Linked DNA regions of Mus musculus: region 1 is linked to region 2. Evidence: chromatin contacts called from public promoter capture Hi-C data. All regions are on one chromosome and are shown on one strand. The core of a region is the stretch at or near the end of the contact, and the rest is flanking DNA. Distances in the headings are between cores, read along the strand shown.

The links. Promoter capture Hi-C pulls out the DNA fragments that hold promoters and counts their contacts.
Region 1: a contact with region 2 is called in a promoter capture Hi-C map of hippocampal neurons, with 12 times the contacts expected there. The contact joins the promoter of Sox21 here to the promoter of D130079A08Rik in region 2. A contact is called at or near these places in 4 of 39 promoter capture datasets (cranial neural crest, frontonasal cranial neural crest, hippocampal neurons and 1 more) and 3 of 484 Hi-C or Micro-C datasets (cerebellum and embryonic stem cells).

The regions. Positions count from the first base shown.
Region 1 is chr14:118,235,545-118,241,570 of GRCm38.p6, reverse strand. It overlaps Sox21 (SRY (sex determining region Y)-box 21), which reads left to right and starts at 4,541. Exons shown (of 1, transcript NM_177753.3): 1 at 4,541-6,026. The coding sequence starts at 5,936. Gm4675 (predicted gene 4675) reads right to left here and starts at 5,339. Exons shown (of 3, transcript NR_131969.1): 1 at 4,627-5,339.
Region 2 is chr14:104,454,896-104,460,872 of GRCm38.p6, reverse strand. D130079A08Rik (RIKEN cDNA D130079A08 gene) reads left to right here and starts at 1,537. Exons shown (of 5, transcript NR_168067.1): 1 at 1,537-1,654. Gm35362 (a long non-coding RNA gene) reads right to left here. Exons shown (of 2, transcript XR_383718.3): 2 at 4,596-5,977.

The DNA.
Region 1 (6,026 bases), core at 3,292-5,791, about 14 Mb before region 2:
AGTGAACTGCAGGGATGCACAGTAAAACCAATGTATCCAAACAGCATGATTAGCTGGAAGAAGTCAATAGATAATATATATGAAAGTTTTCTGATAAAAATTTCACAAGTTAGAACATTAAAACAATCATTTTTAAGGATACATCAGATTTTTTATTAGATATTTTCTTTATTTACATTTCAAATGTTAATCTCTTTCCTGGTTTCCCCTCCAAAAAGCCCCCTACCCCTTCCCCCCTCCTCCATTCACCAACCCACCCACTTCCGCTTCCTGGCCCTGGCAGTCCCCTATACTGGGGCATAGAGCCTTCACAGGACCAAGGGCCTCTCCTACCATTGATGACCAACTAGGCCATCCTCTGCTACATATGCAGCTAGAGCCATGAGTCCCATCATGTGTTTTCTTTGATTGGCAGTTTAGTTCCTGGGAGCTCTGGGAGTACCGGTTGGTTCATATTGTTGTTCCTCCTATGGGGCTGCAAACCCCTTCTGCTCCTTGGGTACTTTCTCTAGCTCCTTCATTGGAGACCCTGTGCTCTGCCCAGTGGATGGCTGTAAGCATCCACTTCTGTGTTTGTCAGGCACTGGCAGAGCCTCTCAGGAGAGAGCTACATCGGGCTGTGAAGATGGACCCTCAGAGGACCGGCCCTAAGTCAGTCACAGGAATGCAGGAGGGTCTGCACACTGAGTCACCCAGCAGTGACTGCGCAGCTGATGTCCTTCTGTTGCCTGCCATAGGACGACTACTGAGGAATCACCTACTCTAAGGCGCCTTTCCAATCCATAAACTGGGGTGTGACTCTTACTCTATAGTACTTCTCAAAAAGCGCAGAGAGGGCTAAGAACTAAGTCCTAGCAGCTGGGAAATAAGAAAACTACTCTCTGAATGAACCCCAAGGCATCCACAGACAGGTCCCCAGTCAGAAGGAAGGGCATCCAGGAGGAATCCTCTCAGATTTGTTCTTCTCCTAATAAACAGACCGCGCTGCTGATGTAACTGATGAGTGGCCCCGCCCTGCCAACGTCACGAGTCACATGACAGGATTGTGGTTCTGGATTTGCCTCAGCCTAGCAACCAACCCTCAACCCTCCCCATCTACCCCCTTAAAAGCACTTATCTACAGAGATTAAAGCTTTCTGCTATTTTTGCAGGGTTCTTGAAGCTTAAAATTGGGATTTTGTGCAACTGCCTCTCTTAAATTTAGAAAGGTTTTCCTGGCGGGGGTAGGGCTGAGGGCCTTGGGTGGGGCCGAAGAGTCAGAAAGAGACAATTTTGGTGTTTCTAGTGTAGTCATTAGGGAAAGCTCTTCTAGCCAGTGCCAACCTCCTTGTACAACCTCATCAGTACAACCTTAGCTTTGTAAGCACAGCAGAAACGATGAAAATCGGGGACTGAAATCTCAAAATGATACGAAAGCCTATATTTGTACCCTCTGATGTAACTCACTTTTCTTGCCTGTTTAATCCATTTGGAACCTGTATCGCCCTGCCCCCCCCCCCCCCCCCGTAGGATAAAAGACTGGGAAAGCAGAGCTGTCACTAAAGCCTAAATAAGGTTGGCTGCTGTCATCATTCCCTTCTTAGCAGGTCAAACAAGCTGCATTGCATTTCGAGCGAAAGATGACTCTTTCCTAGCACCTGCTGAAGAGCTGGACCCCAAGGTTCTCTTAAGGATAGTTTTAGACGCCCCGATTCCACGTGGATCCCACCATGAGGCTTGGCCTCTAAGTGTTGAAAGTATCCTGAAGGTTGGGTTCCTGAAACCTGTAGATTAAAATATCATACAGAGTGAGGATGGAGCAAAAGGAAAGGAGAGGAGGAGATGGAGGAGGAAGAAGCAGGAGGAGGAAGTGGGGAGGAGAACGTTGAAAAGATGGGGGGGGGGAGGGGGAGGCGTCTAGGTTCACACTGGGACCTGGACCTCCCTATGCCTTTGAGAAGAAGAAAGTGGATCTGCCTGGTTTGATGCTGCCAGGTACTTTTCGACTCCTGCCAGCATCATTGCTGCCTCCTAGTGAAGCTTTCGGGACTGGGAAAGGAGAGCAATTATGAAGGAGGCTATGAGGCGGGGGAGGGCAGTATCAGGACACCCACAGACTTTCCATGCAAGTCTGCTCTGTTTCCCACTGGATACTTCTGTGGCTCGGGCACTACCGTGTCCCTAAAGAAAGCAGAGTCTCCTGGTGAAACTAACCAGGTGGTCTGCTCTCTGCGTGCTTCCTAAGAGTCGACAGGACCCATCGCACTGACAAGTCTCTATCATTTCCTTGTCTTTTACCTATTCCTCATATGGGCCATTCCCTTTCCTATAACCTACATATTCATCATTCAGAAGGGACTGCACCCTAGTTGTTTAAGCATGTGCCATTCTACCGATCTGAACATAACAGGGGAGCAAATGAAAACTGAATTTACATTTGCACACACACACACACACACACACACACACACACACACACACACACACACACACAAAGGTTTGGGGCTTTCCCTTATTAAAAGCTCTGCTGGGCTCATGCCAGAGGGGTCTGGAGGTTGATGGGTAACAGGGAAACTATTTTCTTTTATCTCACAATTATTGAGGATGCTCTTTTCTTCAGATGTGAAGGTCTCAGGACAAGAATACTGACCCCCCACCCCCCCAAAAATCCAGAAGTGATAAACCAAAGCATCGCCCATTTTGAACTGTGCTAAGTTTTGTTTCATGAACACAGGTCGCACACACAATTATTTTCTTTTTATGATGTCTCTGCTTTCTACTGAGTTTTCTAACTTGGCTCACTTGCTAAAAGGGCAATGTTACATAGTTTATACTGGGGTTATTCACAAAAGTTTTATGTATTTGATTTTTGACAACTTATAGCATACATAAGCATAGATTTCAGTCATATATACAAACATTTCTATGCAATCATAATTTATTGCATGTTTATAAGATAAATTTGAAGCGCATAAATTATTTAAATTACCAACATAAATTGATTTCTTCAGCCTTCAATCTTTTTATGTCAAGATAATTTTCATTACTAGACTCAACTTTATTCAGAATTAGTGAATAACAGTTTTCATATATTGTGTTCCCATATATATGTTCTTTGTGTGACAGTGGGTAATATTTTGTCTCAAAACTATTATGCAAGTTGGTAGGTTGAAAGCTCAGAGACAGTAATTTTGTAGTTTATCATCATGAAACAGTGTATTTAATATCCTAGTCTATGTAATTACACTTGCCAGAGTCTTAGCATCGCACCACCCAGAGTCTGAATGACAGTGTCTACAAAAGTGAGGTAAAGAATTATGATTCTAGAGGAATCAGTTCAATTGTTTTAGCAACAGGAGAGCAAAAACAATACAAAATAAGCATTTACAAACATGACAGCTAAGGAAAACAGAAACCCACTTAACATGCCACTGCTGACTGGCATGTCTGTTATCACAACAAACATTTCAAAAGCCATCGCCTTCTTCAATTTAAATGAGCAACAAAACAAGCCCAATTCTTAAATAAATAGGAGTGCAAACCAATTCATGTTAATGCCCTGATTACAAATCAATGGTTCAAAGGTCCCGTGTGTGTACAAACTGGACATAAATTGCAAAAAGACATTTTAAAAAAAGCTAACCGTGTATACGAATGTGTTACTTGCAAACAGCCAAAGGAAGACAAGTAATCTGCCTGAAACACAAAGTCCCTGAGGAGGGGGGTTCCCCAGGAATATTCGGGGGTGCTATTTGATTTTTGATTGTGTATAGCGTCAATTATAATAGCTCTAACTACCAAGCAAGAAAACTGGCTCAACAGCATAAAAACTGTCAGAGTAGAACATTTTTAAAATTTTTATTTAGAGAAATGATTTATGCTTTTGATTTGAAGCAGCTTTGCCCTATCGTTGAGAGACTGCAAACGTTAAAGAAACAACACAGAGATAGCTCTGACGACCAGAATTAAAAGAAGGCAAAACAAGACAGAAGACAACTGTTTAAAAAAGCTGTGTATTCAGAAGGGGATGCGGGCTCAACCTAGGCTCATTCCTTTTCCAAAGGCTTGCCAAAAATGTTCTGTCCATCCTGGGCTACTTTCCACTCCACTACCTCTGAGTGCAACCATGAGGCAAGAAACTGCCGGAGGCGTCTGTTGCGAGTCACACCTGGCCCTCCAAGGAAAATGAGTACTTTCTTGCCATTCGGAACAGTCTCAAACACTTTCAAAGACTCTTCCCCCACTCCCACCCCCAGGCTCAACCCTCTTCCTCGCCAGTTTCTGAAGCTCTTTTCCTCTGGTGTACCGCTTTCATCCTCCCGGAAGAGCAGCCAGCAGAGCACCAGCAGCGCTGGGCAGAACAGGGGAGCCGCCGGCGACACCAAGCTCCAAACAGTGCGCAGACTCCGCGGCGCGCGGCGGACACTCCACTCGCCTAAACCTGCACTCAAAGTGAAAAAAGAGTAGGAGGAGGAGTGTTGGGAGGGGGGACGGGAGGAGGCTCCGCTGGTCCCTCCTCCCTCCTGGACTCCCCGGCTCCTCCTCCGCACTCCCAGGATATACACACACACTCACACACGGCCGCGGCTGGACATGCACACCCAGCGCCCGCTGCCGGCGCCAACACTCGCAGGTGGCGACACTCACCTGAGCCGGGCTGCAGTCGCCTCGGAAGCGGCGGAGCGAAAGCCTGGGCCCGGAGCTGGGAAAGCAGGAGCAGCCCCAGAGCAGACCTGCGATCTGAGGTGATATAGCACGTTTTCTTTAATCCCCGTCCTCCTCCAGGACCTGGATCCCTGCATCCTTCCAGCCTGCGGCGCCCGGAGTAGCCGGGACCCAGGGGCTCGCGGGCGCGGCACCCACGCGGGCGCACGCTCGGAGGCGCGCTCACCGAGAGGGGCGCGGCTGAGCCCGGGCCGGAAACTTGGGAGAAGTTAGTTGCAAGTGTCTGGCTGCTGCGACCGGAGCTGGGAGAAGGCGCCCGGGCCTGGCCGGCCGCGCCGCACCGAGCAGCCCTCCGCTTCTGGAGTGCTCCGGGAGCCCGAGACCTTCAGTGCGCCCGGGGAAGCTGGGAGCCAGCGGAGCAAGCATGGCCCCGGGGACAGCCTGCAGCAGCGAGTCGGAGAACCCGGACAGTCTCCACTGAGGCCCGGCGACTCAGGCTAACTCAAAACCTCAGCCCGCCTCCTTCCTCTCCTCTCCTGTGCCAAAGCCCGGCAGCAAGATTCTCCAGGCAGGTGCCCGGGGACAGCGTCAGCCCTCAGCAGAACTACAGGATTGGGGGTTCCATCAGCGCGCCCTGACCCCGACACAGAAGACGGGCCGCTGCAGTGTTTGTGTTTCTGTCCGCCGCCCTGCTCTGCGCGCCCCGACCCTACCCCTCCTCTTCCTCTTCGCGGCCACCCCTCCCCCACTCCCATCTGCTTCTGTCAAATGAGAAAGTCACCGGGGAGAACCCAAACACTCCAGCCGCCGAGAGCCCCCTTTGGCACTTGGCAGCACGCGGCGGCGGGCTTCTCGGCTCAACTTGGTGGATCCTCCGCCGCTCAACTTTCGGGGCTGCTTGGCTTTTAAGGCGCTGAAGACAGAGGAGAGGGGAGAGCAGAACCAGGCAGCGGCCACCTGCAGGGAGTTGGCGAGCCAAAGCAACGGGACAGAGGACAAAAAAGCAGAGGGCAGAGTGACACCGCGGAGTGGGGACACCGAGGAGAAGTTTCAGGGTCCCGGAGAGGATTTTTTCTTAGAGCTCGACCAGACAGACCAAAGCGGTCCGGGACGCAGCGCCCCGACCCAGGGCTGGTCGTCTGGTCCTCTCTTCCCGCGCGGGAACGACGCGGGGACGCACGGCCGCCCGCTGAGCCGGTTCCCTCTGGCAGCCAACATTGATTTCCTCCGGGCGGAGGCCGAGGGCCCCGGTGGCGGCGGCGGCGGGCTGCAGCCGCGGCACGGCGACAGCATGTCCAAGCCTGTGGACCACGTCAAGCGGCCCATGAACGCCTTCATGGTGTGGTCGCGGGCTCAGCGGCGGAAGATGGCCCAGGAGAACC
Region 2 (5,977 bases), core at 288-2,787:
CACTCCTCTGACTCTGTGATTACGGGAGCAACTCCTGGGCTCCCTGCTTCCCGCAGCCGCCCTTTTGTAACCCACCCACCCCACCCGCCTAACTTTTCACGACAGGGAGGGAGGATGGCGTGTGCAGGCCCAAACCAGAGTAACTGGGTCGTGTATTCAGCTACCAGGGGTGCACCCCCCACACACACACACACGCCCGAGCTTCTTGCTGGGGACCCCTGGCCCCTAGGTTCCTAGTCGCCAGACAACCAGCATTTTCCCGGTCAGGGGCAGCATACAGCCAGGCAAGAGTAGATGCGAGCGGGTTAAGAGCCCAAGGCTAGGGCATCCCGCGCGCGTGCGCACTGGTAGCCACCGAGCTCAGACCGTGGTGGGGGCGAGTCCGAGCGGACTGAGTGCGTGGAGCGTGGCGGGGGGGTGGGGGATGGGGGGGGGAAAGGGAGGGAGCAGAGCCCGCACATGCGCACTGAGCGCGACTTGGGGGAGTCAGCTGCAGTTCCCGGTTTCAAAAATTAGGCGCTGTCAGAGGTCGAGTTCCTCTCCTAAGTGCCTTTGAGATCAGTTTGAGTGAAAAGGGAAGAAGACGCAAATCTCATATTAGTTAAAAATTCTCTTTTTACATCCCAACTTGCCTAAGTCAAAAGTCAGTTAACGGATGCAGAAGTTTCAAATTTGGTTTTGCAGGTTTAATTTTTATTTTATTTTTTATTTTAATTTTTTGTTTATTTTCAAAAGAATTGGATGAATACGACCTAGGCTTTTGCTTTGTTGTTAAGATGCAATACCCCGCGAACTGATTAGACTAGAGAGGATTTATATCTGGACGAAAGGATTGGGGTGCTGCAAAGCCCTCGTGTTCTCCCTCAGATCGTCCCCCTCCCCCGGTGGAATGGGGAAGAGCGTCCCAGTCTGCTCTGAGGGAGGTGGCTAGGAACAAATTGAAGGGGTGAAGGGAAGCGGAAGGGACTGGCAGAGAGCTTGATGAAGACTTGGCAAAGAGGGTGGATGGAGAGAAAAGAGACCGCGCATTTATCGAGTAAAACGAATTGCAAGCATAAGTTTGTTTAATAACTCCGACGCCTAGCCTCAGCACAGCACAATGTATACAAACTTCTATAGACGAGAATCGGAATAAAACAAAACGTTGACAATTTCCAACCGCGGAAAATCACTTGCACAGGTCTCTTCTCTCCCTCCCGCCCCTGCCAAGTGTTGACAATAAACATTTAATGAAGGCAGAGACCTGGCCGTCTCCAGACAGTGTCAGAATACTTTCAGCAGACCATTAGCACGGCTTCTTCTACTTCAAACATCGCGTGGCACACCCTTACATTATTAAAAAAAAATACAACGTGTGAGATAAATAATCCGTTCACAAAGCTATCTTAAGTGGTCTGCAGGAGTTCTGACGCCCCTGTACTTACTAACAGAAAGTAACTCATTGTAGATTACTCGCGCTTAAAAATGTTAAATACAGTTAATGCAATATTAATCGCCCTTTGGTGATATAAAATGCAATATTTTCAGGCAGCTATTGAGCTTTTCCAGAGGAAGGGCTGATGAGAAGAGTCGCAGCTGAATAGTGAGAGAAAAAGCCTGGTATTTATTGCTTTTGTTTGGCTTTTGGCTACAGAGACAGGAACCTTCTAATGGGGTAAGGACATTTATTTTATCTGCAATCTATTGCTGAGAGAGCAGGGGCGGCAGATGGGGCTGGTGCGATATTCACAGTGTAATTTAGAGCAAATCCTAATAACTAATAATGATTTATGTTAATTTTGATCATCTCTGCGACTTTATCAAATCGTTGCGATGAAAGAAAGAAAAAGAAAGAGAAGCTAAATGTGCAGAGGGCTCTGAGGCTCACGGGTTTGGGAGCTCGCGTCCTGGGCTCTGCAGAATCTTAAAATGCATTCTGTTTTAGCAATGGAAATGTAGGAATTTGAAAAGGCAGGTAGGTAGGGTGCCTTTGACGAGGTACAGAGATGTTTGGATCAGGCTTATCTTTCTTGTCAAATCTACTTAAAATGTGTAGCCTTTCAGCGGCAAGCGCTTTTTATCTGTTTTCACTAAAACCGAATACGTTTTGGTTGTTTTGTTTGCCTACATTTAAACTAAACTTAAAAAAAAAATCCTCATGTTGGGTGCAGAGGGGCGGGGGCGGGAGCTATCTTGGGACTGGGAAAGCAGGGAACAAATGTAAGTTAATAGAGTCTTCCGAATGGGTAATCTTAATGTCTAGGTTCCAAGTGAGTTTAAGCTCGGCCAGCAATCTCTTGGCGCACACTGCCACTCCTCTTGAAGAAGTTCTTTTACTGGTTCCTTGAGTCCACTGCCAACTAACTCCTAATCTTTACCTTCCATCTGACACATGTTTGCCAGCATCAACTTAGGGAAACCAATTTCGGCCTTTACCACCCATCTCTACCTCCTTCCAAGAAATTCCCAGGCTTTTAAACTTAAACCGGTCTCTTCTCTCTTGACTTCCTTTGGTAAAGTGGCACACGAATAGAACTCCCAGGGGCTTCCAATTGAAACCCGGTTTTGCACTGAAATCCGGACTATTTTCGGCTAGAGTCCCAGCAGTTTTGAAAGGAAGGGCGCAGCCTCGCTCCTGGCAGTTTACTTCTCACTTACCTTTTGTGGGTTTTAACGCCTCGGGGCTATAGTTTGAAAGTAAAACAGCTTCAAAGCATCGCCTTATTAGCTCTGTATTTGAGGAATCCAGAGATGAAAACTACCTAAAAGGTTTAATAGGGCGGAACAGTATTTATTTGCCAAGCAAACAGCCAGAATATAGTTCAAAAGGGGCGCAGTGGCTTCTCAGCGGGAGGCTGGAAGGGCGAGAACGTGGGCAAAGCGAATTTCAAGCTTCAGTTCTGAGGTTAAAGTGAATCAAGTAAGCTCGGAATGAGATGGATCTTTTGATTTTTTTTTTTAACATTATCTCTCGCGCCCAACATTTATATATTCGGACATATACTCACAGGGTTTCTTCTGCCTTCCGAGTTGTTGTCAAGACTTTTGGTTTGTTAGTAAACTTTGATATTTTGCTTAGGAAGATGGGCCAACATCTCTCTAAGGATTTTATTTACTAATATATTTAAAATACAAACACACTCTTTAAAGTTAAATTTTCATTATTTTTCTTCCCGATTTTCTTTTTAAATGCTACAGATGTAAACTGCATTTGATTTCTTCTACTAGGAAAAAAAAAATCAAGCCACAAGATTCAGAATAAAATCTCCCTTTAAATTATGCTGTTTGGGTTTTGCTTTTGAAGAATATCTGTCAGTAACTGCACTGGTACTTTACTGCCAGGTTCTGGATATAAAGAAGACTTTAAGCAAAATAAATCTTTAAACAAAATAAATCCATGCAGCTGACATTAGCTGTTTGCTGATGTGATGCGGAGGAGCAGTGGCTGTCTGTGAGCTTGAAGCAGAGCCTCCACGTGCAGATCCATATACAAACAGATGTAAGCACAGTGGTTTGGTTTTTTTCTCCCCCTGATTGTTGCTGAATGTAACTGAATCTTATTTCTAAATTTCATTCAATTCCGTCTCAGTGTTTCAGCACCAGAAGCCAGTCCCCTAAAGTGGAAGAGTGGTACATTATTGAAACTCTCTATCAAACAGCTCTGGGTGCAGCCTTTCTGCAAATGCTGGCTCTCAATGAGGTCTGGCTGTCTGAGTGCACATAAGCCCCTAATATGTTAATGGCCGTAGGGGATGCCTAAGGTACTATCTCAAGCTGCTTCGCACACCATATGTCAGGCCGTTAGCCGCATGGATCTATTAATCAAAAGGAGCTGGAGAAGGAGGGGAAGGTCTTGGATCCAGGGAGGAATGAGAGATCTGGGGGAGGGGGAGAGGGAGAGAGAAACCATTTAAAATCCCTTCCAGTTACTTTTGTTTATAAAAAGGAATAAACTGTATATTTAAAAAAGCAACAGTTTTCCTTTGTTTTAGTGGAAGACTGTTCACAAATATCTACCAAAGAATTAGCTGGTGTCTGTGTGTACTGCTTAGAGGGAAGTTTTACCTCAAGGGTCCTGTCTAGGGTTTCTTCATTTGACAACTTTTATAAGCAAGACTCACTTGACCCCCAAAAAGTTTCTGTGATATGTGCTGCTTTATAGATAAATGTTATTAAGGACAGAGGAAGGACCAGGGGAAATGTTTTTTTATAAGACACAAACAAGGCATAGAGAGAGATCTCAGGGGATTTATAATGAATATGTAATACGTTAATATATATCTACATGGGCAATAGGGTTTTCTCCACTTCTAGTTGCTCAGACAGGAAGTGTAAACACATTTACATTTTTGCCCCTTCCTTTAAGCTGAGCTTATGATAAATTAAATTGCAGAATATCCAGGTGGTAAAAACATTAAACGACAATATTTTTTTTTAAAAAAAACAAAACAAAACTCACCTCTCTTGTTTCTGCTTTGAAATATCTCTGATCTTCCAATGTTTGAAGTAAGTTTCAACTAGATATTTTGTTTAGAAAGTTTGTGCAACCTTAAAAGTAACTCTGTATCAACACATGGAGACTCTATAGATGCTATTCATGATAAGCTCAAGAAAAAAATAATTAAAATTTTATTAAGAGATGAATATATTTGTCATATGCACACATTTCGTAAGTAAATCCAGGGAGTACATTCATTTTTAAAAGGCTAGAAACTGTACCAGAAACAGAGCAATGGAAGAAAAAAAAATAATCAAGATAAATTTAAAACTTACTTATCTGCATGTGCAGTCTTACTTGAGACTACAGTCTACAGTAAAATCACCAAAAGTCAATTTGTTATGTGTTGTTTTAATTTACAATGATGATAAATAACGTGAAAAGTTTCCAAATTTCTATCGTAAAAGCTACAATAAGTGATATAATAGGGAATACATACTGCTGAATATGTCTTCTTTTAAATACTGTCATGATTAATAAGCTTATATTGTAGAAGTTAATTTGTAATATATGGAATGACTAAAAGTTTATTGATCTTATATTTCCATTGTGTGTGAGTAAATACTTGATTGCTTACATATGTTTGAGAGTGCATCTATCACTTAGATCATAAGACCTCATCGTTAGCATACACCCACAACATTTTACTATGTTGGGCATGTAAGGAAGAAAGTAACTGAATGTCCTTAAGAAAGATTTAAAAATACACTAAAGGCGAGGGTGAAATAGTGCTTAATTATATAAAACAAAAATTATCTAAGTGCTATTACAGTATGTACAAAATACAGGTAATTTGTACTATATATTAGTCTGGAGGTATTAAGTTTTATAGTTCTCACAAAGGCATTTTCCTATCTTAGGTGCAGGATAAGGTTAACATTTGTTATCTGCTTTTAATAAGGAGTCCACTACGTTAGACTGTTTGGTTTGGCTGGGAAATCATATGTGAAGCTTAGTTATGAAAAAAAGGGGGGGTGTTGGTGCATTTAAAAGTGGAGAATACTAGTGTACAGAACTGGTCCATCTATAAATATGAAGAACTCTAAAGCACACTTCCATCCAGGAGGGGCTGCATACGTGAAGATGGATAATCCTGAATTAGCAGCTTGGTAGGGAGAAATACTTTTTATCTTTAAATTTTGGTGTAAGCCACTAGCCTTTATTTCTTTCCCTGTAGTTAAAAGCTAGCCCATATATCTGTCTCTTTTGGTTTCCAAAGACTCGTAACTTAATTCCTTCAGGCTATTCATCAGCACAGTAATTAAACTAGCAAATGGATGTAAATAAAGTGAAATTGGTTTCATGACAGATGAGGCAAAGAGGCCTCTGACATGAAACAAGGCAGGACAATAATGATTTCAGCAGCATCAGGCCGTGGAACGAACCCCAGCTGGATTTATTAGGGGCTGCAGTGATTTGCTGGAAGCGGGCAAGACATGAGCACTTTTTAATTTGACAGGAATTTTGCATCCTAAAGAGCATATTGAAATATAAATCTGG